Regions from separate parts of the Canis lupus genome. Here region 1 is linked to region 2. The links are chromatin contacts, called in public Hi-C maps. All regions are on one chromosome and are shown on one strand. The core of a region is the stretch at or near the end of the contact, and the rest is flanking DNA. Distances in the headings are between cores, read along the strand shown. Region 1 holds the start of EMC7 (ER membrane protein complex subunit 7). Region 2 holds the start of SLC12A6 (solute carrier family 12 member 6).

Evidence for each region. A called contact is a pair of places that touch in the nucleus more often than the background predicts.
Region 1: a contact with region 2 is called in a Hi-C map of amygdala, with 4 times the contacts expected there. The contact joins the promoter of EMC7 here to the promoter of SLC12A6 in region 2. A contact is called at or near these places in 4 of 9 Hi-C or Micro-C datasets (amygdala, blood and skin fibroblasts).

Annotation. Positions count from the first base shown.
Region 1 is chr30:1,221,781-1,225,919 of UU_Cfam_GSD_1.0, reverse strand. It overlaps EMC7 (ER membrane protein complex subunit 7), which reads right to left and starts at 2,328. Exons shown (of 5, transcript XM_038579909.1): 1 at 2,002-2,328. The coding sequence starts at 2,234.
Region 2 is chr30:1,041,724-1,045,654 of UU_Cfam_GSD_1.0, reverse strand. SLC12A6 (solute carrier family 12 member 6) reads right to left here and starts at 1,840. Exons shown (of 26, transcript XM_038579902.1): 1 at 1,086-1,840; 2 at 416-698. The coding sequence starts at 686.

The DNA of each region.
Region 1 (4,139 bases), core at 1,079-3,578, 180 kb before region 2:
TTGTCTTATCCCTTACCTCTTGTTTATGTTTTCTTCAACAAACATATAACTTATACCTTATTTTAAAACAAAAATTATAAATGCTTCTTAAAAGAATTATATACCACAGAAAAGAGAAGCCAAGTGGTCAGTTTAGGCTAATTTCCCAAGGTTTTCTTTATGTTTTTTTTTTTTTTTAAAGATTTATTTATTCATGAGAGACACAGAGAGGCAGAGACACAGGCAGAGGGAGAAGCAGGCTCCATGCAGGAAGCCGGATGTGGGACTTGATCCCGAGTCTCCAGGGTCACACCCTGGGCTGAAGGCAGGCGCTAAACTGCTGAGCCACCCAGGGATCCCCAATTCCCAAGGTTTGAGTTTCTTCATTAAAACATCATTAGAGGCAAACCCTAAAGAACGCCCTAACGCCAGATTTGTAAAAACAAATAGCATTAAGACTAGCTTCTCGGGCAGCACAGATGGCTCAGCGGCTTAGCGCTGACTTCCCCCAGGGAGTGATCCTGGAGACTTAGGATCAAGTCCCACCTGCGGCTCCCTGCGTGGAGCCTGCTTCTCCCTCTGCCTGTGTCTCTGCCTCTCTCTGTGTGTGTATGGCTCTCATGAATAAGTAAATAAAATCTTAAAAAAAAAAAAAAGACTAGCTTCTCATCATTATTAATCTGAGATTCAAATTCTAATTCAACAGCACCCGGGTGATCTGAATATTTGCAAATCAGATTTAGAAATAAACGTCCAAAAAAGAAAGAAAGAAAGAAAGAAAGAAAGAAAGAAAGAAAGAAAGAAAGAAAGAAAGATCCATATTTACGATGTCTGGTTTTCAAATACCACTTGCTGGTATACAAACCAGTCAGGAAAACACTTTTTCCTAAATATTTTTATTTTTTTTAAGATTTTATTTATTTATTCATGCGAGACACACAGAGAGAGGCAGAGACACAGCAGAGGGAGAAGCAGGCTCCCTGCAGGGAGCCCGATGTGGGACTCGATCCCACGACTCCAGGATCACGCCCTGGGCTGAAGGCAGACGCTCAACCGCTGAGCCACCCAGGCATCCCCCTAAATATTTTTAAATTATTTATTTATTCACGACAGACACACACACACACACACACAGAGGCCGAGACACAGGCAGAGGGAGAAGCAGGCTCCATGCAGGGAGCCCGACGTGGGACTCGATCCCGGGTCTCCAGGATCACCCCCCGGGGCCATCGGAGCTGCCCTAAATATTTTCTTTCAGTTCAGTTTCACACCCCAAGCAGCGAATGAAAGACTTAAAACATCACAGTTGTGTCTAAACATCTGAAAAGCAGGTTACTGCAAAACTGGAGTGCTAATAAATTCACCACGTTCTTTAATAGAAGTTGAAATCCCATTTTTACAATGAGCTAGAAAAGACTGAACCATGTTAGCAAATATGGAGAAACCCCAGTCTCACACAAATGCCCCAAATGTAATGTTGCAAATCCCTCGATGAATTCAACTGTAAAAAAAGAATAATCCCACCTCCAGGCAAAAAAAAAAAAAGGTGCTTTGATTAGGGACTTCAGGGCCCATTATTTTCAGAAGCAGCAACATTAGCCTCCCAGTCTATGCCATCATAGAAATCCTTTGGGCTTTGAGAATTCCCACTCGCTCAGCATATTTCTACACAACATCAAGCTGCCAAAAGACAGAAATGAATGCAAAAGTGGCCAGATTCGGGGACCCCTGGGTGGCTCAGCGGTTGGAGTGGTCGACCCCGTAACAAGGCAAAAACGGAGTTGAAGAAAACTGACCCCCCCTGCTCCGCCCTGGGACAAGCACCTGCCACCCTCGCTTCCGAGGTACGGGGAAACGGGGTGATGGGGAGGAAAGGGGAAGCGCGGGGCTGCCCCCCAAGGTCTCCCCGCACAGACCGCTACCGGCGCCCACCCCTTCGCCCTCCGATACTTGGCTCGCGTAGGGGCAATTCCTCTCTAGCGTCCACGCCAACCGCTTTCCCGCTGCCCACAGGAGGCTCACTTAAGAAATCCGACATGCTCTTCTCCGTCTACCAGCACTCGCGCCGCCGAGATCCAGTCCTGGGGCTTCACCCCTGGAACAACCGCACGTCCCTCAATCTTGAAGCGGTCTCCTGTGCCGACCCCAATCCCGCCTGACCCATCGGCAGCAGCCCCAGGCAGCTCCGAGCTCTGGGCATCCCCTGAGAGCAACAACAGGAGGAGGGAAACGAAGCCCCACTGCACGGCCGCCATGACAGCAGCTCGCACCAGCCAGGCCTGCAGCCCAGGAAGCCCTAACCGTCCCCCAGTCTTCGCCGCCGCCGCCGGCCGATGTCGTCATCACTGCGCGCAAGAGGCGGGGGCCGGCTCGAGCTGTGGGCTCCAAGCCAAGGGAAGGAGGCTTGCGCCAATCGCTTGCGAGGCGGAAATGGGGCAAAGTACTTCCGGCGCGCGGGGCCGGAAGGCGGTCTGAGGCGAGGGTCGGTGCGTCCCGTCGTCGCTCCACCCACCGAGCGGCAGTGCGGCCCTGTGCGCGGCGGCGGCGGCGGCGGCGGCGGCGGCGGGACCGCGCCGGAATGGGAGGCTGTGAGGCCGAGAGCGACGACCCTCTGAACCGGTGTCTGCAGATGAGGCCCCGGCTTCAGGAGACGCGGGTCCGGAAGAGAGCGCTTAAAAAGTTGTAGGGATGCTCCGAGACGTGCGAGATGCAAAGGCTCCCGCTTGTGTGCGAAGGGGATGACGTCTGTGCCTAGAAGAGTGGGGCAGGTACACAGACTGTTCACTGAGGGTCGCCTCCGGTGAAAAGGGAGAGGGTTGAAGGCCGCTTACCCGCACGACACCGATCCCGGTTTTCAGGGCTTTACCGTAAACAACGGCGGGGGTCGGGGGAACCAAGCTAAGATGGCAGAGAGCATCTCCAGTATTTTCACCTTCTTGATGACAGAAAGAGAAAAGGCTTCTGCCTAAGATTTCTGTTGGTTATAAACGTTGTGCTCTCGATGACACATTTCTGTTGAAGATTATCGAGCGAAATGCGTGTTTCTGTTCTGTGAACTCTTAGACTTAGCTTCCCGAAGAAAAGTAACAAAAATTGGGAAAAGGGATGGAAGAGCCAAATACTCTTGAGCCCCTGGCAAGGGTTAGAGACGCGGTATCCGCGGCCACCCGTGCTCTGTCCTCGGGAGCGCCCGCAATTGTCGGGCGGAGGTACTTCCCCCTTTCTTCACAGTTGATCCTTGGAAGAAGCAGAGCTACTGTAGAAAGGTTATCATGTGTTATGGCCCTACCCTCGACCACCTCCTGTCAAAACTGTACTAAACCATGAAATAAAATTTCACTTTTCAAGAACGATACAAAATTTACAAACATGCCAAAATAAAAATAGCTTCATCCCTAAATGTTCACATATTTTTGGTGATCTGCTTTGCTGGTGTCTCAGACATGTTAATTTGATTAATAGGTAATCAGTGGGGATCCCTGGGTGGCGCAGCGGTTTGGCGCCTGCCTTTGGCCCAGGGCGCGATCCTGGAGACCTGGGATCGAATCCCACATCGGGCTCCCGGTGCATGGAGCCTGCTTCTCCCTCTGCCTGTGTCTCTGCCTCTCTCTCTCTCTGTGACTATCATAAATAAACAAAAATTTAAAAAAAATTTAAAAAAATAGGTAATCAGTGTTGGTCTTTTTTTTTTTAATGATTTTATTTATTCATGAGAGACACAGACGCAGAGACACAGGCAGAGGGAGAAGCAGGCTCCATGCAGGGAGCCCGACTAGGACTGGATTCTGGGACTCTGGGGTCATGCCCTGGGCGGAAGGCAGACGCTCAGCCACTGAGCCCATGGTGCCCCCAGTGTGGGTCTTAATACCATATAGGAGCGGTGGAGTTTACTTTTTTGAGGGGCAATGTGGAAGAGGACCAGCAGCAAACAGCAACTGAGCTCTCAATTTCTTTCTCCTTGTTCCCCTATCTTATTGTCACTCTAATGCCAAAGGATCTAATGATCTGAGCCCCTCGAATGCCAGGCTTCTACCTCCATGGGCACAGCTGGAATAGAGAAGACTAAGGAATGTTTTCTGGTAGTGTGAAATTCTATGACCGCTGGTGTTTGCCAAGCAAACCGTAGGAACTGCATAGGTTTCTAACTCTAAATTATACAA
Region 2 (3,931 bases), core at 591-3,090:
TCTGAAGTCTTTGTGGGAAAGCCAATAACTAAGATACGGTCAATAACTACTGCTGGTTACTAGCCTTAAAAGCAGACTGTGATAATTAGAGCCCCAAAGCTAACTCTCCAGTAAATTTCACAATTTAGGATCCTCTGTGCTGAAAACGGATTAAATTCTTTGATATTCATCCTTAACCGAAACACGCATTTCAATGTGAAGGAGGCAAAAATGCAGAAGTCAAAATATAAATCTACTTTCCTTCCCGCATGGCAAAGTATTGGGGCAGGCAGTCACTGTGCTGACCATTATTCCAAAGGAAGGTTCCTAGGCGTCTCAAAAAGAAGGACCTTGGTTCCTGATAATTACTGCATAATGGAAAAGTGATTTCCCAGGGCGGTAATGAAAGTATCCTATCCTCCGTCTTTCTACTCACCCTCGGTAACGTCCTGGGGGTTAGAATTCCGATCACTGGCTGGATCCAGGGCAACAGTGGCTAGAGAAGTGGTGGCTCCAGACATCTCACTCATAGGCTCACTGCGGCTTGTTTCAGGCACACTTTCCCGTGAGCTAAATCTTACTCGGGAACTGGATCGGGAGCTGAGGTCCGGGCTGGTATCTGACAAACCTGGAATGTCATCAATCTTCGTTGGTGTCACCATGAACCGCACTGAAGCCATCTTGGTGGTGGTTTCTGGAGGATGCATTATTCTGTTTTCCTTTAGAAGAACAAAGAAAAAAGGAAAACCCCGCAAAATCCTTCCTCCTACGCGAGCTACTTTTGGTTGCAAAAATAGAAAAACTTAAAAAAAAAAAACCCTCAATAATCTTGATTTACACCACACAAAAAGTCCCAAATAAGAATCCTACGACTCAGAATTCAGATTATCTTAGAAAGTGCACTACTAGTAAATATTTAAGAAAAAAAAAAAAAAAAGGACAAAACGTTGCCAATCTCGTGTAACTTCGTTCCTTCAGAAAGAAGAGTTATCTAGCTGTCTCCCCTGGTCCAGGGCTGCAGGCTCAGTGCCATGGTGTCAGAGAAGCAGGTGAAGCCCTTCTTCCCTCGACCCCCAGATTTCCGCCGAGGTAGTTAAGTCTTTTACCTGGAAAATGTCCCCCGGTTCTCGTTGAGCAAAGTGCGCGCAGGCCCACTCTTATTAGGCGAATATAGCACAGATCAGATTGCAAAACGGTGTACACCCGGCCACCTGTTGTGTATCAGGTGAATACCCCACAGGTCTGGCTGGGAGGTGTGCGCAGAGCCACCCGGTGTTTTTGAGGCCAGTAATCCGCTTGGGTCTGGTGGGAGAGATGCGCATGCATAACGGGGAAAATACCCCACACTCTGGATACAAGAGAATAAAAAGGGCGAGCAGAGGATGCCTCCTAGGGGTCTCGTCTTCCAAGTGGCCGGCCCGCTCTTCTGGCAGGCTGGCCCTCGGGATCCGGGAGGCGGCGGCTAGAGGGCGGATCGGGAGCCCTCGGACCGCAGCTCCGGGTCGCGGCGGGTCGTTGCTAATCCACCGAGCGCACGTCGGCTCGCCGGGCTTCCCCGTGCGTGTGCCAGGACAGGCCACCCCTTCGCTTCCTCCCCCACAGGGCCGCGGCGGGGTCTGCCCGTCGCCGTCCTTCCTTCAGGTCCCAGCGAGGGAGAAGCTGGCCTGGCAGGCCGGCCCGGGCTGAGCGCAGCGGGCGGCGGGGCGAGGGGAGGAGGAGGTCGCAGGTGCGGGACACCAGCGCCAGCTGAGGCGGGTGCGCGCGCAGCTGTTGTTTACCAGCCGGTAACTGTTTCGCAGCCGCGGCGCGCGCCGGAGGGCTCGGGCTGCCGGGGAGGCCGCCCCTCCGCGGGCCGACGCCAGGGCAGCCGTTACGTGACCTCGCCGCCCCCAGCCCCGGGCCCGGCGGGCTGTAAGAGCGCCGCCGCAGCCCCTCCCTTCCCTCCCCACTCGTTCCTCATTCGAGGTTAACGGTCCGAAGAGAAGCCGGGGGAGCGGCCGGAGGGCGGTACCGTCCCGCGAGCGCCCAGGAGCCCCGCCCAGCCTCTGCAGTCTGCGAGCGGACGGAGAAGCCTACGCGCATGCGCCGCGGGGTCGCGGCGGGCCTGAGGAGCCAGCGTGCGAGGCCCGGAGGACGATGGGAGTTGTAGTCTGAGCGTTGGGGCCTGAGCTGTGTGCATCTGAGAAAACCTTTTTCCTCTGGAGGACTACTGCTGCGTTGCACAACCTCGCTCCGGAGGCGTTGGGAGGGCTGACGGTGCCTCTTGCCCTCAGAACCTCAAAAACCATATTTTCAATAAAAGCGCTTAAGATACCGTTCGTGATTTCTTGAAAAATCACAATCCAGCTATACCATATGTCTAGGTATGACCCCTATTGAAATTTTTAAGACGTCTGTTTCTAAAGCACCGTATTCTCAAATTTATATATTTTGTGCTAAATTTCTTTTTCTTGTCCTTAAAATGTCTTTTTACCGTAGGTGCATATATCAGCTCATCATGTGGTGCACCTTAAATATATACAATTTGGCCAATTATACCTCAATGAAGCTGGGGAAATAAATGCTATTTTCACTTTTTAGTTAGATTGAAAGTTCAACTAAAGAAAATGTCTGCAATTTTAGGCCTGAAGAAAACAATCAGAATCTTTTTTACTCTGTTGCCAGTGTTTTCCCTACTACTGCCACCAGAATATTTTTTCTTAGCATGTTCAATACATGAATAAAAGTGTTCCATAAATTTTGATTCATCAATGTTTTGTTTGAAAGTTATTTCCTATAGCTTATCTGTGCCCTGAGTTTGCCTGGGTCCTGACACCTTACAAATGTAAGTGTTTAAGCATCATCCTTAGCAATGAATCAGAACTGTACTGAAAATCTGAGCCAGGAAATTTTTTTTTCTTTTTTAAATATTTTATTTATTTATTTATTTATTCATGAGAGACACAGAGAAAGAGGCAAAGACACAGGCAGAGGGAGAAGCAGGCTCCATGCAGTGAGCCTGATGTGGGACTCGATTCCAGGACCCTGGGATCTTTACCTGAGCCAAGGCAGGCACCCCCAGGAAATTTTCTTTTATCAAATGACACAGAAAATTATGGGGATCCCTGGGTGGCGCAGCGGTTTGGCGCCTGCCTTTGGCCCAGGGCGCGATCCTGGAGACCCAGGATCGAATCCCGCATCGGGCTCCCGGTGCATGGAGCCTGCTTCTCCCTCTGCCTGTGTCTCTGCCTCTCTCTCTCTCTCTGTGTGACTATCATAAATAAATTAAAAAAAAAAAAAAAAAAAAAAAAAAGAAAATTAAAAGTCTGGTTAAAGGTAGCCCTGGTGGCCCAGTGGTTTGGCGCCGCCTGCTGCCGGGGGTGTGATCCTGGAGACCTGGGACTGAGTCCCACATCCGGCTCCCTGCACAGAGCCTGCTTCTCCCTCTGCCTGCCTGTCTCTCTCTCTCTCTCTCTCTCTCTGTCATAAATAAATAAATAAATAAATAAATAAATAAATAAATAAATAAATAAATAAATAAATAAATAAATAAATAAAATCTTTTAAAAATTAAAAAAAAAAGTCTGGTTAAAAAGATCCAGTAATCAAAATGTAAGAACAACTTTTTTGAGATATACAGTTCGTAAATACTGAAATGTTTAGAAAACAGAAACAAAGCAAAAATCCAAAAAAGATCCAGGTAACAACATGAGAAATAAATTTTCATTTAAAATGTAAACCTCCTTGTGTGCCTAGGTGGCTCAGTCAGTTAAGCATCTGCCTTCAGCTTAGGTCAGGATCCTGGGGTCCTTGGATTGAGTCTTCCATCTGGCTCCCTGCTTCTTGGGGAGCCTGCTTCTCCCTCTACCTCTGCCCGCTACTCCTTCTGCTTGTGCTCTGTCAAATAAACAAAATCTTAAAAAATAATAAAAATAAATAGTAAGGGCAGCCCGGTGGCTCAGTGGTTTAGCGC